Regions from separate parts of the Mus musculus genome. Here regions 2, 3, 4, 5, 6 and 7 are each linked to region 1. Evidence: chromatin contacts called from public promoter capture Hi-C data. All regions are on one chromosome and are shown on one strand. The core of a region is the stretch at or near the end of the contact, and the rest is flanking DNA. Distances in the headings are between cores, read along the strand shown.

What was found. Promoter capture Hi-C pulls out the DNA fragments that hold promoters and counts their contacts.
Region 2: a promoter capture Hi-C map of pre-B cells shows a contact between it and region 1. The contact joins the promoter of Klf11 here to the promoter of Rsad2 in region 1. A contact is called at or near these places in 5 of 39 promoter capture datasets (hematopoietic stem and progenitor cells, hippocampal neurons, liver and 1 more), 1 of 484 Hi-C or Micro-C datasets (regulatory T cells), 1 of 115 datasets of contacts at active chromatin or transcription factors (large pre-B cells) and 1 of 9 other capture datasets (bone marrow-derived macrophages).
Region 3: a contact with region 1 is called in a promoter capture Hi-C map of pre-B cells. The contact joins the promoter of 2900060N12Rik here to the promoter of Rsad2 in region 1. A contact is called at or near these places in 4 of 39 promoter capture datasets (hippocampal neurons, liver, neutrophils and 1 more), 1 of 484 Hi-C or Micro-C datasets (Th1 cells) and 2 of 115 datasets of contacts at active chromatin or transcription factors (regulatory T cell precursor and thymic regulatory T cells).
Region 4: a contact with region 1 is called in a promoter capture Hi-C map of pre-B cells. The contact joins the promoter of Kidins220 here to the promoter of Rsad2 in region 1. A contact is called at or near these places in 12 of 39 promoter capture datasets (the 3T3-L1 cell line, 3T3-L1-derived adipocytes, the C10 cell line and 7 more), 1 of 115 datasets of contacts at active chromatin or transcription factors (large pre-B cells) and 2 of 9 other capture datasets (bone marrow-derived macrophages and macrophages).
Region 5: a contact with region 1 is called in a promoter capture Hi-C map of stem cell-derived epiblast-like cells, with 4 times the contacts expected there. The contact joins the enhancer-like site here to the promoter of Rsad2 in region 1. A contact is called at or near these places in 12 of 39 promoter capture datasets (the 3T3-L1 cell line, the C10 cell line, embryonic stem cells and 7 more), 2 of 115 datasets of contacts at active chromatin or transcription factors (large pre-B cells and memory CD8 T cells) and 1 of 9 other capture datasets (macrophages).
Region 6: a contact with region 1 is called in a promoter capture Hi-C map of liver, with 2.3 times the contacts expected there. The contact joins the enhancer-like site here to the promoter of Rsad2 in region 1. A contact is called at or near these places in 5 of 39 promoter capture datasets (hippocampal neurons, liver, pre-B cells and 1 more) and 1 of 9 other capture datasets (macrophages).
Region 7: a promoter capture Hi-C map of the HPC-7 cell line shows a contact between it and region 1, with 5 times the contacts expected there. The contact joins the enhancer-like site here to the promoter of Rsad2 in region 1. A contact is called at or near these places in 5 of 39 promoter capture datasets (the HPC-7 cell line, hippocampal neurons, liver and 2 more), 1 of 115 datasets of contacts at active chromatin or transcription factors (large pre-B cells) and 1 of 9 other capture datasets (macrophages).

The regions. Positions count from the first base shown.
Region 1 is chr12:26,454,953-26,458,202 of GRCm38.p6, forward strand. It overlaps Rsad2 (radical S-adenosyl methionine domain containing 2), which reads right to left and starts at 1,500. Exons shown (of 6, transcript NM_021384.4): 1 at 1,119-1,500. The coding sequence starts at 1,467.
Region 2 is chr12:24,649,634-24,652,883 of GRCm38.p6, forward strand. It overlaps Klf11 (Kruppel-like factor 11), which reads left to right and starts at 1,738. Exons shown (of 4, transcript NM_178357.3): 1 at 1,738-1,933. The coding sequence starts at 1,892.
Region 3 is chr12:24,829,638-24,832,887 of GRCm38.p6, forward strand. It overlaps 2900060N12Rik (RIKEN cDNA 2900060N12 gene), which reads right to left and starts at 1,680. Exons shown (of 3, transcript NR_166876.1): 1 at 1,183-1,680. It overlaps Mboat2 (membrane bound O-acyltransferase domain containing 2), which reads left to right and starts at 1,962. Exons shown (of 13, transcript NM_026037.3): 1 at 1,962-2,137. The coding sequence starts at 2,063.
Region 4 is chr12:24,973,413-24,976,662 of GRCm38.p6, forward strand. Kidins220 (kinase D-interacting substrate 220) reads left to right here and starts at 1,520. Exons shown (of 32, transcript NM_001081378.1): 1 at 1,520-1,650. Gm36236 (a long non-coding RNA gene) reads right to left here and starts at 2,185. Exons shown (of 2, transcript XR_381341.3): 1 at 1,947-2,185; 2 at 1-1,701.
Region 5 is chr12:25,053,104-25,056,353 of GRCm38.p6, forward strand. It overlaps Kidins220 (kinase D-interacting substrate 220), which reads left to right. Exons shown (of 32, transcript NM_001081378.1): 31 at 695-931. Among named protein-coding and RNA genes, the nearest start is that of Id2, 41 kb to the right of the region's middle. Within about 2 kb of position 1,663, at least 79 of the 459 cell types and tissues checked have an H3K27ac peak or open chromatin away from gene starts, as enhancers often do. A contact at or near this core is called in embryonic stem cells, hematopoietic stem and progenitor cells, pre-B cells and 1 more, where this site is marked.
Region 6 is chr12:25,141,987-25,145,236 of GRCm38.p6, forward strand. Gm36287 (a long non-coding RNA gene) reads left to right here. Exons shown (of 9, transcript XR_003950180.1): 3 at 1,266-1,473; 4 at 2,401-3,250. Among named protein-coding and RNA genes, the nearest start is that of Gm36287, 4.1 kb to the left of the region's middle. Within about 2 kb of position 1,650, at least 54 of the 459 cell types and tissues checked have an H3K27ac peak or open chromatin away from gene starts, as enhancers often do. A contact at or near this core is called in liver, where this site is marked.
Region 7 is chr12:25,177,425-25,180,674 of GRCm38.p6, forward strand. All of the region lies in intron 5 of Gm36287 (a long non-coding RNA gene), which reads left to right. Among named protein-coding and RNA genes, the nearest start is that of Gm36496, 12 kb to the right of the region's middle. Within about 2 kb of position 1,532, at least 62 of the 459 cell types and tissues checked have an H3K27ac peak or open chromatin away from gene starts, as enhancers often do. A contact at or near this core is called in the HPC-7 cell line and liver, where this site is marked.

The DNA.
Region 1 (3,250 bases), core at 250-2,749:
AGGGAGAATTCTTGGCTGAGTGAGTCAGCTGGAAGTGCAGCTAGCATGCTTGCCGCCTAGACACATCTGCTGTGCTTCAGTTAAAGGGTAGCCAGAAAGATAAGGTAGTCTCTAGGTGAGCAGGTGTTCTGGAAAGAGTAGAAGGGCGGAAGGGAGGGAAGGAGGAAGGGGAGGTTCAGAGGAGAAGATGCTGTATTTGAACTTCACTGCTTAATGCATACCTGAGACTGGTTGATAGAGTACGACAGCAAGTCTTGGGAAGAAAATCCCATAACACACCTGTCGAAAATATTTTAAGGCTCCCATGGGGCTGGAGAGGTGGCTCAGTGTGTAATACACAGGCTGGACAGCTCTGAGAATGTGTGTTTAGATCCCCAACACCCAAGTGAACCTGAAACATGGTAGTGGGAGTTTGTACTGCTGGCCCTCCTCCTTCCAGATGGGAGGAAAGACAGGACAATCTGCAAGGATTGAATGCTAATCAATATTGTACATTAGCAGCGAACCAAAGGTAAATCCTGTCTCAAACAGGATTTGACAAGGCTAAGACTGAACTAACACCTGAAATTGTCCTATGATGCTCATAGACTTGCTGTACCCAGCAGCAGACTGAGACACATACACATGAATACACAAACTCTCTCACACACACACACACACACACACACACACACACACACACACACACACACACACACATCATGTGTACACACAGATTGTTTTTTAAAGAGAGAGAGAAGTTTCCATCAATGAATACAGATGGAACAGGGTGAAACTTCTGCCAGGTTGTTTACATAGAGGACTTGGGTCTCCACACACCCACCCCTTCCTCACTTAGTGTTTCTGGAAATCAGATTTCTCTGGGAGAACTCTGTTCCAAACACAAGGATGAATAGGGGTCACTGACCACACACCTCTGCCAACAAGAGTGAGTTCCATGGTCCTGGCCAGGCCAACTCCCAGCCTGGAGGTCCTTCCTGGCTCCCTGGTGCTCCTTTCTCATTCATGCAAATCTGCCTGTTCCCTGGTGTGGCAAATTTTCATGGAGCCCTTCCCATGCCTATCCTATGCACAACTGTCCTGGACCATCCTGGCTTCTGTCTGGTCCAGGAACTTACCAGCCTGTTTGAGCAGAAGCAGTCCTCGCTTGGCCTCCTCCAGGGGCAGCACGAAGGATGTCTTGGCTGTGTGGAAGCAGAAGCCACATTTGTAGTTGCACTGACGAGTGAAGTGGTAGTTGACACTCACGGGGGTTGTGGGCTGAGTGCTGTTCCCATCTTCCTGGGTCTCCTGGGTGTCCTCCGGCTCACCCCGGACCTGTGGCTGTTCCTTCCCGGGATCTAGCCACCCTAATGCTATTCTCAGCCAGCAGAACAGGATGGCCAGGCCACTCCAGAGGGAACCCAGCTGCTGCTGGAACAGGCTCAGCAGCCGAGCAGCTAGAGCAGTGGGCACCAGCATCCCCATGGTGATAGGCACACACCTGCTGCTGCCTGTAAGGGCTTATAAACTGTGGCCCAGCTAGCCACGCCCCCAAGCATTTGATCACTGTGTCACAAGGAGGAGGGAAACACCTCCCTTGACTCAGTTAAACAGAGTTTCTGTTTTCTGAAAATGAAAGTTGGACCAGAGCCAAGACTGAACCTTAGGACGCGCAGGCCAACTCACTGCCTTTCCTTGGCTTCCGGCTGCCCCTATAACCCCTGTAAACATCTGTCCTGATGACGCTGCAAGAATTCCAGCAGCCACGAGTTTCTGAAACAAGTTTCTTACAGACAGACATATAGCTGCATCCTTGCAGGCTGTTATTTTAACAAACAAACAAAATATTTGCATTAAGCCTCTTACAACGATTATCTATGCACACTCAACAATTTTTAAATATTCTGCTCTTTCCCCGCCCACCCACCCCCAAACAAACAAACAAAACAAAACAAACTCACCAAAACCCTAGAGTTTTGTAACTTGGTATGTTTATAGCTTGGTATGTAGCAAGTCAGTTGTATGTTGACCTTGACAGTGCCTGGCAACATTCTCAAAAGGACTCAAGACTGGTATATTCCAGGCAAACACAACAGAGAAATTTGGCAAAGTAAATTTAGTCATTTTATGTTTTTAAAACCTTTTTATTGAATACAATATAATAATACAATAATACAATATATTCTCATGTTTTCTTCTTTTCCATTCCTTCCAGATGCTCTCCACCTCCCTACCCACCCAACTTTATATTCTTTTTTAAGCTACTTTTTAACATATATTTTATTAGATATTTTCTTTATTTACATTTCAAATGTTATCCCCTTTCCTAGTTTCCCCTCCGAAAATCACCCATCCCCTCCTCCTCCCTCTGCTCCACAACCTACCCACTCCCATTCCTGGCCCTGACATTCCCCTATACTGGGGCATAGCACCATCATAGGACCAAGGGCCTCTCCTCCCATTGATGACTGACTAGGCCATCCTCTGCTACATATACAGCTAGAGCCACAAGTCTCACCATGTGTTTTCTTTTATTGGTGGTTTAGTCCCTGGGAGCTCTGGGGGTACTGGTTGGTTCATATTGATGTTCCTACTATGGGGCTGCAAACCTCTTCAGCTCCTTGGGTACTTTCTCTAGCGCCTTCATTGGGTACCCTGTGCTCCGTCCAATGGATGATTGTGAGCATAGCCATTTTAAAACTTGATTCCTTAATAATTGGTTCTTTTTTTAATGTTATTAAAGGACATATGGAGTAAATATTTCTCAAACTCCTCCATTTAAAGTTTTGCCAGTATGGTACAATGCTACAATCCTGAGAGTCACACTCTGTCTGCAGCACGTGGCTGGTGCCTTACCTCTAGGCAAGCTCCTGTGTTTCAGTAATAAGGTTCCTTGGGGCAACACATCTAACTTGCTTGGCTCAGTTCCTGGACCTCTCCTCTTTTGATGTCCCTCTGACATCTTTCGTTGGGAGCTCTGTGTTCTCAAGCTACTTCCTTTGTGTTGTTTCTAGTTCTTCCAGTGTCTGGGGAAGAAGAGAGAGTGCTTGCATACTCTTCTCACAGCCTAAGTGAAGGAAGGTCCAGACAATGCCATGGCTAACGACTGCAAGCCTGCAAGAGTTGGTAAGTGCTGTTTGAGGCACATTAAGAACCAACATCAGGCTTTGAAATTCTATCTCTATCCTTTAGTCACCTGTAAAGCCTCTACAAATAGAAGTTTGTCTATTTAACATCGGATGAATACTCTGTTTCCCATTCTCCCTCC
Region 2 (3,250 bases), core at 488-2,987, 1.8 Mb before region 1:
AGTGCTGGGATTACAGGTGTGTACCACCATGCCTAGCTTTTTATGTCGGTTCTAGGGGTGGACCTCGGGTCTTCTTGACGCAAGCTCTTTACCAACTGAGCCACACACCTCCACTTCCTATGTAAAAAGTCCATTCTGCTCAGAGCTCTGCAATCCAGGAAGGCTAATTCTGCTCACCCTCTGACATGTGTGTGTGTGTGTGTGTGTGTGTGTGTGTGTGTGTATGTGTGTGTGTATATGTGTGTGTGTATGTGTGAAGGGGGTCTTCCTGCTGGATTATGACACAAGAGTGTCACGTGGTCAGGTAGAGTGAGCAAACTAGCTGGTCTCTCTAATTTTAAGACCCCATAACCCTTCCTTAATCCCAATCACCCTCCAAAGGCTCCCTCTCCAAATACTATTAACATATTACTCTGGAGATTATTCTCCAACACATACGCCATAAAACCACGTGTGGAGAGAACAGGAGACAGTAGGGACGTTGGATGGGGCGGAGGCATTATAGGTAAGGGTGAACACGGGGAGTCAGAAATTCAGTGTGGGAATGAAGCAAAAACAATTTAAACAGGCCCAAGTAGAAGACTAACTCCATGTGTGTTAAATGCCCCAGTAGTTAGACATGTGAATTCACCTTTAAACACTCCTACTGTTACTTTCAACAAACTCCCTTTCTTTGGTTCACTTAATTCCATTGTCAAGCCAGTGTGAAACTGAGGAATCAGGGTTGCAACTATAACCCTTAGGCCTTACCAGCTTAAGGACAGGGCTCTCTGCCTGCCTGCCTCTCTGCCTGCTCACCTGTCTGATAAAAATAGGCAGCATAATGTCCAGCTCCTGTCTGCTCATATCAGCAATGATTCTCCCAGACCTCCACTAGTTTCAAGGCTCTGCAGTGAGGCATCAGGGGGTTAGTAGAGGGGTGCCCTATTGCTGCACTGTAGGTTGGAGGTGGGCACGACATACTGCATGCATTGACCTCTGCTCTCCAAGACTTGTGATGAGTGTACATGAATAACCGCACCTAAAGGCCCAAGGGGAAAAAACGGATACTCAGGATTTGGGTCAGGTCTCACGTAGGCCTGAGGACACCCCAAGTGGGTGTCCTTTGTATGGCCACTGGGGAGGATGCGCAGGCTTCATTAGGTACATGTCGAGTGGCTGACTACACGGCTGTAGTTCTTTTGTAGCAGAAGGCAGATTAGAGTAGGAAGAGCATTTGATCTGGCGCCATGCAGGAAAAAGCGGATGTCGTCCCTAAACCCAAGCAGCTTTCAAGCCTCTTCCTGGGCAGAGATGCGGTCCTAAGAGCCAACGACAGCTTAAAAGAAATTAGAGACAGGGTGAGGCCGTCCCTGTGGGTCCCGCCTACCAGATCCGTCCACGGCGTGGGGCCAGCGCGCGACCTCTGCGAGCAGCCCCTGCGGCAGAAGAGGACCTTACTGCGGTCGACTGCCGCCGCGCCGCCGCCGGGACCTTTCCCCTACTTTCCAGGCCTCACGCCCCGCCTCTAGCCCGGACCAAAACACGTGCCGCCGCCCGCCCCGCCGGATCACGCCGCAGCCAGGCTCCGATCACGCGCCCCCCCGCGGCGCCCATTGGCCCGCTTCTTGCCGGCCTGGCGCTGATTGGCTGGCGGCAGAGGCCATGCCCCCAGCAGGGAGCGGTGTATTTTGGTTTGCCCGCGCGCCCCGCCCAGGGCCGCTCCCTCCGTGGCGCCCCGCCCCTCCCGCGCCTCCCGGGCCGCGCGGAGGCAGAGCCGCGCGGCAAGGAAGGCGGAGGTGCGCGCCGGGAACAGACGCTCGGGACACCGCCGCCCGCCGCACACGTGCAGCCTCCGCCGCACGCAGGGCTCCTGCCTCGCAGCATTGCTGCCTGCAGGCCATACGGCACCATGCACTCGCCGGGCTCCACCGGCCCCGGCGACGGGCGCGCGGTAAGTGACGGGGCTGAGCGCGGGACGAGACGGGGGACGCGGGAGGGATGGCGACTTCTCGCTGCGGTGGGGGCTGCGGATTTGCTCTGGTCCGGACAGGGACCCGGAGGCTCGGCCGGGTCAGGGTGGGGAGGGGGGTGTGTTAGCGCGGCAGCCTGCCTTCAGCTTTGTCTCTGGTCCGCTGCGGCCCCGCCCGGCGCGGCTATTTCCAGCCATGACGTCACCCGAATCCAGAGGAGGACCGCTGTTGGATGTGGGCGCGGCTGGCGGGAACTTGGGGGCGGAGTCAAAGCTGGGGCGCAGCATGGGGGCGTGGCCAAAGCTAGGGCGTGGGCAAGCGTGCTTGGAGGAGATATTGGGGGAACTAGATGGGACCAAGGCGAAGGACATGGTGAAAGCACCTGGTAGTAGTGTAAGAGGGCGGAACCGAAGCTAGAGAGCTTGGTGAGAACCTCTGGTAGGACTGTGGGGCGGGGCCGATGTAAGAGTGCATAGTGAGAGTTTATCTAGGGGCGGGGCAAAGGCTAAGCCGAAGGGAGGGAGTGTGGTGAGAGCATCTGGTAGGAGTGCAGTGGGAGGGGCTGTGGGTGGAGCCAAAGTAAAGGTATCTCAGGAGGGTGTGGCCAGAGTGCCTGGATGGGGTTACGACGGAATGAGGAGCAAGGCAATAGTGTGTCTTGATAGGCGAGTGTGCAAGAGTGTGGTTCGAAGAGGTGTGTCAGCCAAGCTTAATGGGCTGGTAAGGGTAGAGCTGGGCGAAGGGTGGAGTCTAAGTGAGAAGGGGTGTGGTAAAATGGGACTTTGCAGGCTTGGGCCCAGGGACTGAGTGAAGTCATGGCAGGGACCTCTGTCAGAAGGTGTAGGGTGTGGAGCAACAGAACCTGATAGAAATGTAGGGGGCCAGAGAAGTGGTGCGGAGCAGGTTCCTGGTGAGAACACAGTATTACATGGACTCAAGGGAACCTACGTTCGCATTCTTTCCTAGTATGGGGCTGGACATTGATTCCACTTGAAGGCTCATAATCAAAATACCCTTCCAGGAGGTTGTCTGGCCCCTATGGTCATATCTTTGCCTGTTCAGTGAAGGGGAATCTGGACAGACAGGAAGTTTTGAAGCTCAGAAAATATGTATGGAAATATGTGTCTGTAGGCTTAAGTTTCTCTTTTGGACAGGCTAGGTTCCAGTCCCTTCCTCCCCACTCCTGCATGTAAAGGTGACATGGTATACAGGAGGAGACACCTTTCCTGGACTATGGTTGAGCTTTCTCATGCTGTTCCTCTCACCTGACCTCCTCCCTAGTTCTCATAACAAGTGAT
Region 3 (3,250 bases), core at 430-2,929, 1.6 Mb before region 1:
GCAGACAGTTCATCCCATGACATCACCCTAAAGTGACCTGATTGTCCCACCAAGCAATAAGGCCAGGGGATGACAGGTTAACACCAGAGTCAGGTCTCTATTAAAGGAGTCACCCTCAATAAAAACTATGTTCTGTCTTTTTCTAAAAGAATAATCTGGCCTCACAGAATTCCTTTGGTAGACAGTATTTGTTCTAGGATTGTATCTTATGCTGCCTACTTTAGGTTGCAATATGTTTCTAACACCCACTTTTTAAGGTTTTAAAATGGTATTTTAATTTTTCCCTTCAGTTTATATGTTCAGCCACCTGTACACTTTCTCAACACGTCCCTAAAGGGGGGGGGGGGAGGAGACAGAGACAAAGAGGTCCTCGATCCAAGGTTATATTAATAGAGAGGTCCAGACTTGGGACTATTTTAGGAAGTAGATTATTGGACAGGTTTGATTTCTAATTGGTCCCAGCTAGTTGGAACACAATATTAAGAGTGAAAGATCTCAATTATTTTCTCCCCATCCTCTAAAAGACTACCTTACTAGGACTCAGCTGTTCACCCAGAGAATATTAGCAGCAAGAGACTATCCCAACTAAATTCAATAACCCCCTTTTCAGAGAGAGCTGAGTCCACAGCCAGGTTTCCTGAAGCACTACTTGCCCGCTCTTACTACTGAAGCCTCTAGAGTGGTCCTTGAGGAAGTGCTGTACCTAGTAGTTGATGGCTATTCTGGAGTGGGTGTTAAACCTGAGAATGAAGAGGGCCTTGTCTTTAAGAGGTCAAAACTGGGGCTAAATTAGTTGGATCTCAGGCCCCCCCCCCCCCCACACACTGTTATTTAGCTCTTGGTTAAGTTATGTAATTTTTCTGGAATTCAATTTCCTTGCTAGATTGAGGGTGGTTACAATACCTGCCTCACATGGTTGTTGTGGGGACTCACATAAGTCTACCTTTAAAAGCAGTGTTAGCAGCACATTTAAACCCCCGCCCCCCTTTAAATATTAGTTTCCAAATCCTTGGATTTTGAGAGGACGATGCTGGCATTTTCCAGGTGTTCCCATGGCTAGTTTAAAGGGTAAGAGATCACATTTGTAGGGCTGACACACTAACTGCCCTCCTGGAATGGAGGTGTGGACACAGCAGAATTCACATCTGGCAGAGAGGCTCGCAGGCACGAAGGGATGCTTACCAGCAGCCTTTCCTTTGAGGAGGCGGGGCCTTTACATGCCGGCCGCTGGCTACCCAGGCTTTCCCTCGGGCGCTGCCCAGGTCCGACCTGTTTCCCTCTCAGCTGGATGCGCGGTGAGGGCATCGTCCCAGCGCGGCCGATCAGGCCCAGGTGGGCGGCGGGTGAGGTAGGACCACCCGGCTTTCCGCAAGTTTGGGCAGCCCAGGAGACAAAGGCACTTTCTGCTTTGGGGTTCTTGTAGCGCGTCTCCCTGAAGCTCCCAGCCCCCTACCTTTGTTCCCAACTTCCCCCGGCGCTGCAACTCTTTGTCTGGCCGCCACCCCGAGCCCCTTTGTTGTCCACCGTCACTGCCAGTGAGGGGTGGGGACGGCGCCCACCATTCCTGAGAAAGGAAGTGAGCAGAGGCGGAGGCAAAGCCGCCCTCACACGCCCCCACCAGCTAGCCTGACTCTCGGTCGCCCTCGGGCGACAGCCATGGTCGAGCCTCAGCCCCTCGCTGGGGTCCTCAGCACGGAGGAGGGGCGCGGCGAGGCCAGCGTCCTCTGATTGGCTGTGGGAGTCGGGGCGCCGCGACGCCATTGGACCGCGGAGCTGTCTGGCGCACGAGTGCGCGAGGTGGGGAGGGGGCTCTGGAAGCTGCTGGAAATCGGGCCGCCCGGCGGCGTGAGGGGGCCGCGCGGCTGGGTGGGCGGGGCGCCCAGCAGTGGGCGGGGCCACTAACTCCGCCCACTGCCCCTCCCCGCGCGGCTGCTCCGACCGCGGGCGGCCGAGGGGCGGGCGCGCCGCTGCATCCCCATCCTCGGCGTAGCTCGGCACAGAGCGAGCAAGCAAGCAAGCGGCGCCTGGCCGGAGCGAGCGGACGCAGCGCCGAGGCCCGGCCATGGCCACCACCAGCACCACGGGCTCCACCCTGCTGCAGCCCCTCAGCAACGCCGTGCAACTGCCCATCGATCAGGTACCGGCGTCCGGGGCGTCGTGCCCTGGCCGCCTCTGCCGGCCGCGGTGCCACCCGGGCGGGAGCAGGGTGGGGGCTGGGGCCGGGACCGCCGTGCCCGGCGCCCGGCGGGGCGGGGGCGCGCGGCTGGCCTTGTCCCCTCGGCTGTCGCTCCGGCTGGTGCCTCTGTGCCCACCCAGCCTCCCATCGCCGCCCGGGCGGGGGTGGGCGCGGGCGGAGGCTCGGCGACAGCCCGCCGGGGAGGGCTAGACAGACGTGCGCGCGTGCATGCTGTCGCTGCCGGGCCACCGGGCGTCGGACCCGGGAGTCCCGGGACCGGTGGACCTGGCACTGCTGCGGGTTATCGGGAGACTAAGAATGGTTTGGGTGCCGAGTGCCCAGGACACGGCGTGGATGGACGAGGCTTAAGCTCTTCTGCACTTGGGGACAGTTTGCATTGAAGTGTGGCTCAATAGACGGAGAGGCAACAGTTTGGGGGAAGACAGGTTATGAAGAGAAGTCAACGTGACTTCACGATGCTAGGGTTTCTGGTGAAAAAGTTGCAGCTGTGGATAGGAGCAGCCATCCTACCCCCTCACCCTACCCCCAGAGAAGCTTTTGACACTAGGGAAGGCTGGCATTTAAATGAGGCCAGTCGAATTTGATTGTTTAAAGGGCCTCAGGATTACTGAAATAAACAGCATTGGGATGGAGAAAGCAGCGCCATTTTTATTGAGCAAAGGAACTTTGGAAGTATGTCCTGAGAAAGGTCTGGGAAAGTTGTTGGTGGGGTATGGTTAGATAGCTGGTCTAGCTCCAGTACTGAAGGAAATTGACTTTGGAAATTCAGCCTAACATTATTTCTGATCTGGAGGTGTTTGCACTTCCAAGGGCTATGGGCTCAGCTTGAGTAGCTGCTAGTGGTATCTTAAGGTTTGCATGTAAAACACAAGATTCCTCTCTGGACTTGAGCTGGAGGTGACACCTGAGCTGAACACTGTGTGCTCCAGGCTTTGTGCTTCACTGTTTAAAATAAAATATACTGAGTTACCTCAAAGGAGGGTTAAACCGTCCTGCTCAGTGTTCTGATCTGACTTCTTTCCTTTATTCCTCTCATAACTTTTCGATTAATAG
Region 4 (3,250 bases), core at 270-2,769, 1.5 Mb before region 1:
AATCTTTCTCAAATGTGAGCTGAGCCCCTGGGGGTAGCCCCCAAGGGCACAGGAACTACATTTCTGCAGCTATTTCTCTTCAGTGAGATCTTTTCAGTGACCTCTCTCACCCCTTGATAACATTCTCCCTCCCCTTCCCTCCCTTCTCTCCTTCCTTCCTCTTCTTCATCTTCTTCTTCTTCCTCCTCCTCTTGAGACAGGGTTTCACTATGCAGCCAGCCTCTAACTCACAGAGATTCCCCCTGCCTCTGCTTCTGAGTGCTGAGGGCAAAGGTGTGTACCACGAAGCCCAGTGTGTCTATTAGCAGAAAATACTGGCCAGTTTGCCCTGGCAGGGTTTGAAGGGGAAGGCAGGCAGAACAGGGCAAGGTCTGTGAGGGCACGCCTTCCAAGAGCCTCACTCCCAGGTGCTGTGGGGAACGGGCTCCACGGATGGGGGGGGCAGTACTGAAGAGTTTAACTGAGAAGTGCTTAGTGTCCTGACAGATAAGAAGAGTTCTGGGTAGGGAGAGGAGTTGAGAGAGTCGGCAGCCCATGGGGGAGTAAAAGGTTTAAAATAGATCTGAGTGATTAACACAGGAACTGCTTAGACAGTATGGGGTGATATGTGAGATAACTTTCCACTTCCTGTGGGGGTCCCACTCACTTCCGGAGATGGATCAGGAGGGAGCCTATAATATCGGCCATATTGGGGATGAGACTGACCGTGGGCAGAACTCTGGAACTCTGAATTAATTAAGGTAGGTGGAACCTGGGAAGGAGTACCATGCCTGGAAGAAGACTAGGAAATGGGTGTCAGGAGGCCCTTTGAAGGGAATATTGCCAGGATGGGGTTGCTGATGGTGGTCAGGGATCAGTTAATAGCATTTGGTGATACTTCTGCAGAGGTGGGAAGAGCAAAGTCTGGAAGGGCCTTGGGGGGTTGGGGCGGGGGGTCCTCAGCTGGAAGGAGGCAGTATGGACGTCTGCGGAGGCAGTGCATTCTTCCGATGATGGAGAAGGCAGATTTCGGACTTCTGGACCCTGGAAGGAGGAACTAAGCGACTTTCATTTGCAAAGTGGGCAATGGCTTCCAAAGTTGTAATTGTTGTTTATTTCTCTGAATTATTGCTTATAATGCCAGGTACGGGTTATAAATTAACTTTCAAAAGCGCGAATGACAGGGAAAAATATTGCCTGGGGCACCTGTGAAAAATACACTAATTTAGCTGGGTCAGCTGGGAGGTGGAGGCAGGAGGATCGGGAGCGTAAAGGTCATTCTTGGCTACATAGCAAGTTTGAAGCCTGCTTGGGCGACTTTGACTCTGTATCAAAACCAACCCAACCCAACCCAACCTAACCCAACCCAAACCATCTGAAGCCAAACCAGGCAAAGAAGCAATGTTTCCATTCCTTTAAAATAGAGGGAAGGGCGTCCAAGCCACTTCAGCACCTGCAACTCCTCCCACACTGCCCCCTCCAGGAGGCGTGGCCACAAGGAGCACCGCCCACCACACGACCACGTGACCTGTCAGTTCCTGACTCCTAGGAAGATGGCCGCCGGGCGTGGTGCGGGCATAGCTGTGTGCTCTTGGCGTCTTGTCCTCTGACAAGGTCTGCGGCGCTGTTCTGCAGAGCTGAGGGCGCCGTCTTCGGCCAGGCCGTGACACGGTCAGTGCGGAGGCGGAGAGGTCGGGTGAGGCAGAGCGACAGTGTCCGAGGCTGGGGGAGGGGGGAGGGGAAAGGGAGACGAGTCTGTCGGTGGCACCGGAGAGGGGGAGGGGGCCGGGATCGGAGGCTGGGTGCGGGGCGTCCGGGCGTCGGGCGAGGTCGGTGCAGCCAAGCGCGGAAGGCAGGCGCTCCGGTGCGGCGTTCTCCCGTGGGCACTGACTCCAGGCCCAGGCCGCTTTCCTTGTTGTCACACCCATCACTTAGTGAGTCCCGCAGCCGGTGCCCCTGAGCCTTACCTTCTTGGTTGCTTTGCTTTCCAGGGAGGAGAAGTTGTTTTCTTCTGTGCTAAATTGCCGAACCCACTGCCCCCATTGTCCTGTGCAGGCTTTTAAACGCCTTGCAAGATGCCCGCAAGCCCCCGAATAGAACGCGTCCATGTTTGCTTTGTGGGGATTTGTATACATTTTTTTTCCCTAGGTTGTCTTCACGTTTAAACCATTTTAGACCATTTTCTCATTAATAACTGTTTGTGGAGCTCTCTGCCCCCTAGAGGTGCTTGCTAAAAATGCACCGGTTTTGCTTTTCAGAGCTTCCCATTTCTTGGTGTGGGGTGTGGCTGAGGAAAAACCTCTTGGAGGTGATTCTGATGGGTTAGTCCCCCGCTCTCTTTTTGACGCTACGAAAAAACAAAGCGTCTACAGTAAAAGGAAAAGACACATAATCTATTTTTAAGGGCAGTTGGGTGTCTGGTTCAGAGCCAAGACTGGAAATGCTGTGGCAAGGTGCGTTCTTTGTTCTCAAGCTTTACAACGACAGTCAGTCAACTTGATCAGACCGACTTGGGGGTCCTTGTTAAAAATTTGTTTCTGAGCTTCACCACAGGCCTGCAAAAATGGGACTATTTGGGTCAGGAGACAAATAATTGCACACCAGTTTGAGAATCCTTTTAAACACTCTGAGAATGGTTTCCAGATTTATCTTTGGCATCTCGTTTCCATAAATTCTTTTCTCTTTTTCATTTTTTTCTACCTTCCCTCCTTCCCTCCCTCCCTCCCTCCCTCCCTCCCTCCTTTTTCTCCTCCTCCTTCATCCCCCTCTTCTCCTTTTTTTCCTCTCCCTCCCTGGTCTTCTTAATATGTAGCCCTGGTCTGCTTGGAACTGATAGAGATCAGCCTGCTTCTGCCTCCCAGGCCCCTGTGCCACTACATCATTCTCTAGTTATCAGCTCTTTAAGGGTATCCCCACAGCCCCAATCAATTCTAAGGTGGCTGGTTGGAAGGGGCACACATATGTAACGAAATGCCTGCTGCCTTCTTTCCTAGACTTTCCCATTTCCTCCCACCTCTCCTCTTTTCTTTCCCTTCCATCCCTGCACGCATGGGTGCTCTTTCTCTGGTGTTCATGACAACAACACTAACATTGTTTTTCTTTCCCAGTCACATGGTCGTTTATTATTTTCCTTATCTCTGGATATTTTGTTCTGTCCAAAATTCAAACTTTGGGAATTCTATTTGGTTAAACGTAATGTCTTGCATTTCTTTTCCACTTTAATTGCCTGATTCCTTTCCTGTAGGCTGTCTGTTTTGGTCCCTAACTTGTG
Region 5 (3,250 bases), core at 413-2,912, 1.4 Mb before region 1:
GTGGAATCTTGTCTTTTCTGAGGAAGAAGCAATTCACTGGTTTCCCATACTTTTATTTAATAAAACATGTTCTCCTTGATCAAGCCATGGGCCCCAAGCCCCTAGGCCTCCACCTTCAGTGTCTGTCCTTGTCCGGTGCTCTGTGTTAGGCAACAATACACAGGAGCCACTTTAGAAAGAGCCCAGCTTGAACCCGAGCACGCCCTTGGTGCTCCTCTGGTTTCCTCTTATCTTCTGTCCACTCCCAGCTGAGGTCTCATCACCCGGCTTGTCTTCAGAAATCTTGTCAAATTGGTTTACCCAGAATCTCTTGAAAGCTGACCTTCCCCGCCCCACGCTCCCTGACTCTTAAGCATCCACTTGGTGCTGTTTTGGAGTAGAATTGTTCTATACTGAGGTCAGCGTCCCTATCATTGTAAGTCTCAATGCTTTCTGCTTGGCTCTGGCTTTCTTTACACACTCCACTTGAATTTTGGTTTTTAAGTTTTAAAAGTTGTACACTAAATGCGGATACTTCTCTTAGCATTGTTAATAGGATTAAGGTAAGATTTGGCATAACGTCACTGGACCATCGCAGTGGGCAGTGTGCTTTCTTGACCCTCTTGCAGGAACAGTACTGTCCTGTACTTTAGCGCTCTCTGAAGCCTCTGTAATGGGGTTTGACGATGCAAACAATGATTCTTCTTCTCCCAAGGTCTTAGAAATGAGAAGTGTGGAAAACCAGGTGGTCCCCGAAGACCCACGTTTTCTCAATGAAAACTCCAGTGCCCCCGTTGCTCATGGGGAATCTGCTCGCCGCACTTCTCACAGTGAACTGCCCCACACGGAGCTTTCCAGCCAGACTCCCTACACCCTGAACTTCAGCTTTGAAGAACTGAACACGCTTGGCCTAGACGAGGGAGCCCCACGGCACAGTAATCTGAGTTGGCAGGTATTTATTTTGTGTCATTTTTCATATAATTGGAGAATAAAGACTGCAGATATTCTGGTGCATTAAAACACTCATTCAGGCAGTGTTGCTTGAGAACCCAGCTGGGCAAGAGCAAGGGCCATCTACTGAAGGAGTTGGGTTTATTTTGAAGGGGAAGAAATACAGAAGCAAAATACAGAGGAAGTTAAGTTATTCAGAATTGACAGGAAGAGTGAAAGCAGTCCCAGAAGACAATGGTAGGAGAGTAAGAATGGGGGGCTGGGCCTGATGGTGCACGCCTTTGATCCCAGCACTCCGGAGGCAGAGGCAGGAGGATCTCTGAGTTCGAGTCCAGCCTTGTCTACATAGAGTGAGGATGGGGCTGTGTTAGGGTGGTTGCAAACTTTCCTTTCTTTTGGTATTTTCCTGTGGGATATGGTAATTACCAGCCAAAGTGCACCTGTATGGAAGACTAGCTTCCTGCTGTCCTACTGACACCTTCAGTTTGGTTCCCCAAGTCACATACATAGGAGCACGCACTACGCATCCCACTTATTCTTTCTCTCATGTTGCTCAGGCTGGCCTTCAACCCCAGGGCTCAAGAGATTCCCCTGCCTCAGCAGCAGCCTGTGTGGTAGGACCACAGGCCTGTACCACGTCTTCTGTGGGGATATTCTTAGAGGTGTGCAGGCGTCAGAAGCAGAAGTACAAGTGGGGTATGCGTGAGGAGGAGGGAAGAGGAAGAAGGAGGGGGAGAACCAGAGCAGTGTGCAGAGGAGCAGTGAGGAAGTAACAGCAAGGAAGCTGTGCTCTGGACGGAGGGGAAGACCAAGCCTGGCGGGTGCTCCTGGGAGGGCTTTTGTCTGGCAGTGAAAATATTTTTAATTTTCTCCATACTGTGTGCCTTAAGTGAAGAAGTCATTTTTTATTATTATTAAATACTGACTATTGTAAGAATTGCTTTACAGTGTGCTCAGTTCATACTTGGTCCTTTGGTGTCTTTGTTCCGACAGACGTAGTTCCTTTCCTTTCCAGCTTTCTGAGAAACTGCTCCTCCTTACTCCCCTGCAGGTGCTTCCTCCTGTACCCTTCCATCCTCACTGCCTGCCTGCCTGCCTGCGGCTCTCACAGCCCTTTGAGCTTAGCCTTTGTTCTTAGCCTTAGGCAGGTCTCTGGGCTGGCAAGATGACTCAGCAATAAAGATGCTCCTACAACCCAGTGACCTGAGTGTGATCCATCCCTGGGACCCACATGCTTTAAGGAAAAAAAACCAACTCCTCAAAGTTGTCCTCTCACCTACACACACACACACACACACACACACACACACACACACACACACGTAATAAAAATTATCAGGGCCCAGAAAACTTTTGCATATGTAAGTTACTATAAATAGCTAAATAGAACCTGAAAATGTTTCTAAATATTTTAAGTAATTATATACTAGCATAAATAATATTTTTATAAAAAATGCTACTTTTTCAAACAAAACCGTCCAGTGGGAATGGGAATGTTTTAACATATCTTTATGATTGTCTTCATAGAAGACTGCTGGGTCCCCAGTTGCTCCTTCCCTCACATCTCCTGAGACAACACACATACATGTAGCTCTGGGCACTCCGTGAATGAAGGAGAGAAGGCACAGACCACCATCATGTCCTGCAGAGTGCAGTTCAGGACACATGGGTCCCCTGTACAGGGGCCCCACAGCCTTTGAGGAGAGCTGCATTAGTGGGTGGGGGAGGTATCACTCCTCTAGTCTGACAGCATCCTGTGGGACCTCTTCAAGGAGACAGATGCTGTCTCCTTTCCAGAGAAAAGATGGTCTCGCCTCTCTCTGTGCCTGGGTTCTAGCCTTTCCTGTGGTCTGATTGTAAACTCTCTTGACGCTGCTTCTTTCTTCCCCTGTTTCTTTTTTCTAATCTGTACTTTTAATTGTTCATTTGTTAGCGTTTCTACAGTCTAAAGCAGCTGGTCCCTTAAAGCCCAGTACTAGAAACTGAACTTAAGTCTCCCGTCCTGATTTCCCTGGGGTCCAGCGAACCCACAGCTTCTGTTGAGGTTCATTGCAAATCTGTGTTATCCCCCCACCCCCCATTTTAAGAACATTTCTTTCTCTGAATTAAAATTGGACAGGAACTTCCAATTTTGTCAAATAATTTGAGACAGGTTCCTTTATTGTACCTTAAAGACTTTGTTTTGTTTTTGCAGTCTGTCTTTGTTTCTTCTTTATCTCTTCTAAGAGGAATTCTTTCTAGAAGGTGCTTTTACCTTAAATAAAACAACTTGAAATTACTAAACACAAATGCTCAGATGACTTCTACAACCTGAAATTGT
Region 6 (3,250 bases), core at 400-2,899, 1.3 Mb before region 1:
AAACAGATTGGCTTGGTAAAAATATGTGTGTGTGTGTGTGTGTGTGTGTGTGTGTGTGTGGTGTTCTCACAGAATCTGAGAGAATCACACCTTCACTTTGACAAAAAAACCCAACAACAACAACAAAAAAAAAAACCCCAAAACAAAACAAAACAAAACAAAAATCTGTTTGGGCTGCTCCAGTAATCACTTTGTAACTGGTGGCATAGTGGGCCATATGTCTGCAAAGTGGCTAACTGGGGAGGTACACCCTCTCCAACACACCTCAGAAAAGCCTCTTTGCAGTCGACCAACTCGATTGTATAAATATGAGGAAGGCCAGGTCTCTGTCCTGAGAAACATCCACGAGTCCAGTCACTGTTGGCGCTAAGATGGCGGGGCTGGAGGTTCGGCTTTGTAGACTCTGTAGCCCTGGTGTGTTCCAGGAGCAAGTAGCCCACAAGATTAAGCTGAGGGGTTGCTTCTGCATCTCAGCCTGAAGGTCTGAGGCAGGCTTCCACCAGAATGAGGAAGGTTCCAGTTTGCAGAAAGCAGAACTTTGTTAGGGCTTTTGATTTCTTGGGGGAGGCTCCAGGATTCCCTGGATGCTGGCATTTCAACTCTGCACGCTGCTGTGTTTGAGCCCCTTGATTGACAGGAGTTCACAGGTGAGAGGAGCCACCCACTCCTCACTCTGGAAGGAAGCCCATTTCCAGGGGACTGCTGGCCTTTTCTGAGTAGGACTTGAGAGTTCAACTTTGGAGCTGTTGTCCCACGGAAGCCAGTGTGCACATAGAAAAGTGACAGCCCCCTTGGAGAGTCTGAGGACAGTCCCTTCTCTCTGCATCCTTCCCTTGGAGTCAGCTCAGATAATCTGAGGACATAGATCTTTCTCATCGCCTCATGTGACCAGAAGGAAGCCTGTTCGAGCTGTTACTTATCTCCTTCCTGTGGGATACTTGACAATATGAAGAGTTTATTTGGGCTCACAGGTAATAGGGGGCTTTGGAGAAATCAAGACCACCAATTCATGGTGAGCATTCAGAAGTATTTAGAGATCAGGGGCTAGGAATTAAATCTGGAGCCAGTATGCTCATCCAGAGCGTCACCGGTTTTCCTTTTCACTGTCTTTTCAGACAGGGTCTCATCAAGTTGCCCAGGCTGGCTTGGAGCCCAGCTTGGTACTGAACTTGGGATCTCCATACCTCAGTTTCCAGACTAGTTTGGATGACAAACCTGGTGGGCTGATGCCAGATTAAGTGCTGATATGTCTCTATATTTTCCAGAAAGCTTTATAATCCCCACTGACTGGCCCAGCTCTGTGCCTCAGCTAGAATGTAGCAGAACCCTGCCTCATCGGGAAGCCCAAGGAGTGAGCAGAGCCCTGCTATTCCAGTATTTCCTCCTGAGGCTACAGTTCCAGCACTCCAGGAGGAAGGATGATGTCTGGAGAGGCACAAAGGCGTTTTCTGTTCTGGGTAATTTTATGTTCAGGTACGGTTAATGATCAGAGCCAAAATAAACTACCCAGGAGATAGGAGCATCAGTAAGGACCTAAAAACTCCTCCTGTGGCCAGCAAAGGAAAGCTGGCATGGTGAGAGCATGGCTTTGGCTAGCACAAAGTCTCAGGGTCCCTGGGGTTACACAACCGGCCAGCTCTAAACCAAAACCAAAACCAAAACAAGCCAGAGGACAGTCATTACACCCTCATGTTATGAGCAGTGAGGGGAGAGGCTTGGGGGTTGCCCTGGGCTCCATCCTCTGTCTTTCTGAGTCAATCTCTGTAACAGAAGAGCCTGGCTAAACTGTCATTGTATAGTGCCAATTGGCTGAGGCTTCCTTCTCCAGGGCAATGAGAAGCAGGCACTCAGGCTCAGCAGGACTCAAGCTCTCTTCTCTAGCTCCCCCCACCCGGGGGCTTGCTCAGTTTTACTTCTTGAAGAATGTCTTCCAGCCCATCACCATGTATTTGTTCAGGGAACTGACCATTTCAGAGTCTTAGTCTATGTTCTTTGCTAGAAACTGTAAGAGTCACATGGGCAGTTGGGAACTAGTGAGGCCTCGGTAGTCCCCAGAGTACTCTGTGCAGGATCCCTACTGTATTATATACCTGGCTGGAACATTCATTGATTGGGCTGGGTTGGATTGGCCAGGCCTAGCTGCTGGAGAGATTTCCCTGTTGTGTTATATTTTACTATTTCTGAGATCCACATGATTATCTCTTTTTAAAAGGTTTTTAAAGAAACGTAATAAAATATTGAATCAACGTCTCATCATTATATACATGTATGGGATATGGTATGATAATTTAACATTCATATAACCTACAGTGACCAAATCAGCATTCTTAGGTCCTTAACAGTTATCCTTCTTTGTGTTGAGAATCTTCTAACTTCCTACTCTGGTTCTTTATAAAATAGGTAACAAGTCACTGTCAACCCCAGTTGCCCGCCATGCTGAAGACCTCTGGGCCTCGGTCCTACTTTCTATCTGCACTTGGACCTTCGTGGTCAGTACTCAATTCTACAGGCACAGGAAACACATCCACACCTCTCACCCTCTGCCTCCCGACTGCGAAGTCTGCACTTAACGAATATCTCTCTTATCCATGCAGGAGAGATGGGGGAGTTCCCACGAATCCCTGCCCAATGTCATCCAGAGTGTTAGAGGACACTCAACCCTGGTGATTCAGCAGCTCACTATGTAGACCAGGCTGGCTTTGAATTCACAGAGATCCACCTGCCTCTGCCTCCCAGAGTGCTGGGATTTAAGGCATGCACCACACCTGGCATGCTTTGTTTTTAAGTCATACCTTCAGTTTAACATGGCTGGAGGCCTGCGTTCCACCCAACAGGTGCTCCTGTGGTGTGCTGGAACTTCTCCCAGCCCCCTCCCCCTGTAGAGGTCAATCAAATGCCCTTCAGTTTATTTGAGTGTGTGTGGTGTGTGTGTTTATGGTCACCATGCAAGTGGATCTGGTTGGAAAGATTGCTTGCTTGGCTTCCTCGAGGTGTCCTTCCTCCAAGTTGTAAAACTATTCACACATAATCTACTTAAGCACACATTCAAGGCTGAGATTGGTGGTAGCCTAAGGAAGAGAAATTGCTTGATGTGTTTATTGTCACTGTCTGCAAAGGATCGGTGACTCCTGGTCATGGGACACAGAGCACTGACTGCGGATCTCTATGACTGGAATTCCACAAGGCACAGAGTTTTGATCTGTGTGGAGTTTACCCAGGGACAGCCACAGATGCTAACTCAAGTGCTTTT
Region 7 (3,250 bases), core at 282-2,781, 1.3 Mb before region 1:
TGACAAGGGCACTTTAAGGAAGGAAAAAGCTTTATACTGGCTCACAGTTTGAGGTTATCACCCCTGTATCAGGGAAGGGACGGAAGCAGGAGCAAAATGCCCACCCAAGTTCATCAGGATTGTCATAGTGACAACAGGATTTCTCTCTTGCAAAAGCTTAAAAACCAAACCAAACCAAACCAAGCCTCTTACTCTGTGAGCATATGTGTGTATGTACCCATGTATGTGTGCAATCATTGGAACTGAAAGGTTTTTAGGTGATGGCTCCACGTCTCATTTAGATCTGCGCTTAGGGCATTTCAGAAGCTAGTCCCTCCATTATATTTGAAGGCAAGGAAACACACGAAACTATGCATGGCTTGAGTGTGGGTCCTACCATGCTGGGGTAGTAGGGCTGGCCCCAGGACTTGGCTCTCCCTGCATAATCTGCCTGTGCTGCCCAGCTGGACTCTTGACTGCACAGCCTTGGCTACAGTCTGTTCTCCAACAATGGTCGTTGGAAGCAGTTGGCAAATGCTTTGGTTGCCTGTGCACACAATGCCCACAGTATATTATTGAGCAAACATAGTTCCCCAGTGTCTTTGCCCAGAAGTTTCTTATTGTCCTTCCCCTTCCTTAGTCTCAGCAGGGAGCTTTGTGCAGAGGAAAGAGGAAGCTCTTTAGAGCCTGAAGCCACCTGCTTTTGTGACTTAGCACAGGTCCCTCTGGTTAGCCTTCTGGGTTCAGGTTTCTTGGGATAATGGAGACGGTGTGTGTGTATCATTCCTGGCACTTACTGAACGCTGCACCTTCAGGACCTACATACTGTTTTTTCTCTTTTTTCCCTTCCATTCTCAAATCTCAACGGCTCTTTCTTCTCCTCTACCATCTTTGATAAATGTATGTCCATTCCTGATTCACCTCCTTGGCTCCCAACCTTGGAAATAAAAGTGAGCCACGTTGATACAGATCTTTTGTAAAAAAAAGTCTGGGATGGAGCTAGGGTCATTACAATTTGGAAATTACTGGTGATGACCTGAGGGGTAGACAGAACCCATTTAAATGAACCTAAACAGGGCTAAGGTAGGTGCTCATCAGAAAAGCCTTATTGGGGCGAGGGTGTGATTGTCTGGCCACTTAGCTGCCTCTTTGCACACATGATATGTACTTGGAATCTGGAAGTGACTTCTGTGTGCATCACCTGTGTCAACCCTGTCACTCTGTAAAAGTTCCTCTGAGAGACTAAGGTTGAAACAGCTGGCACTTCTCCCAGCTGCCTCTTTCTTGTGACACCTGTCTCTGGAGTCCTCTATCTCATGCTTCCCAGCATGCCTTGTCTCTACAGTGTCTTCTTACCTGGGGAGAGTGTCTTTCAAGCTCTCTGCTAGGAGCCTAAGAGCCCACTTGTGTGGTGCAGGCCTGTGTGGTCCTGGTTGGAAGTCCGGAGTATCTCCACTTTGTGTCACAGACATTGTGTCTGAAGTGTGAGCTGCCTCACAGCACCCACAAATGGGGAGTGTCTGGGCTGAGAGCCCAGCTGAGCTCTGGCTGGGAATCTGTAACTGTTGCCTCAGCGCCTGGCCCAGCACCTGTAATAATGTTGGAGGTGGCAGCTGTAGACCATCTGGGGTGACTACAGGGGAAACACGGGTGCTCAGAGGCCCTGCAGCCCCCATCTTCTCCCAGCCTGTACGTTCATTGCAATGGTCTCCTCATGCTCGTTGCTCCTCAATCAGGGGAGCTGCAGCCAGGAGGAAACTGCCTATTTAAGCTTTTCTGGATTCCTGGGCATGCTGTCCTCTGAGACAGGGGCCATGCAATGTTGCCTGACTGAAGAACCAGTCATTGATGGTATTCGAGGCTGTGGGTGATACACTCATCCCTTGCAAGGATGAGTGCACTAGGAAATGGTCATAACAAGAACTGCCTGTGATGGTGCTTCATTGTCAACTTGGTCCTAGCACTGAACTGAAATATTGTCTCATTCACAACTGAGGATATTGGAGCATAGAGCTGCTCATAGGTAAGAAAGCCAGCACCTAAGCTCTATTGGCTCTGGGATCTGACTTTATCCACCATGTTGTTCTGCTGTGCACCAAATATAGATAACAGGGGGTCGTCCTGAGCTGTAGCTTAGTCGGTAGAGTGCTTGTCTAGCTTGCATGAAGAAGCCCTGAGGTCTAGCTCCAGTGTTGCATAAACTGTGTGTGGTGGTACATGCTCCTAATCTCAGTGCAGAGGAGGTTGAGGCAGGAGGATTGCCAAGAGCTCGAGGTCAACCTGGCCCACAGAATGAGGCTTCCAGAAAAACTGAAAGAAACATTCTGATTACTTTTTGGATGTTATTAAAAGAAGAGGAAGATAAAAATGGTTTGATTTGGTTGATCTGGATTCCATAAAAGACTAAACAGTTCTTCTAAAACCACAATCCGTGTGAGGATGCATTAAGAAAGGCCTGGATACTATAAAGGGCCTGGCTTTTCTTAGCCCACGAGGAATGGTTCCTGGGGCATGGATTTAATCTTACTTGGTTGGACTCACTGGTCCCCTCCAAAGGACAAGGTTTCTGATTCTAGACTTTTTCATGTAGTATTGGAGCTGGAATTCAGGACTGCAACAGCCTGAAGGCTGACAGCCCATGTCTCTCTATCCCAGCCTGTGTTTTGGTGGTTTCGTGACTGCTGTGGCCTTCCTGAGCCCTGCACTATGTCATCTAGCAGAAGAACACACCGTCTGTTGCCTTTGTCCCGGTTGCTATGAGGATTCTGCAGGTGAACTGTGATCTCCCCGGAGCTCTTTGCAGGAATCCTCTGAGGAGATCTGACCTCTGCCTTGTTCTGAGCTCTTGGAACTTCCCACAAGAGATTAGTGCTTTAGAGTTGAGATGGCCTTCCTAGCTCAGCTGGCTCCTTTATTTTACAGAGATGTTTTCATAGAGTGTCTTGTGGACACCTGAGGCTCCCTGAGGTGCCACCAGGGAGAACTATTGTTATAAAATTACTAGCACAGGACACACTGCCTGCTTGCTTGGCTAGGTCCTGGTGTTGTGAGGCATGATCAGTAGACAATAGGCACCTTGGCCAGGAGCCCAGTGCTCTCTCGCAATCATTATGGATGCTCACTGTACGTTTTGTGGTTGTACAGCCACGATGAGCAATGACATTTTCCTTTGGAATGGCCCTGTTGGTGAGGGACAATTGTTTTAGACCTCTACTCCAAGATTAATCTATGTGTCTTGGAGACAAAGGTCTTGGGGGTGGATTCCAGCTTC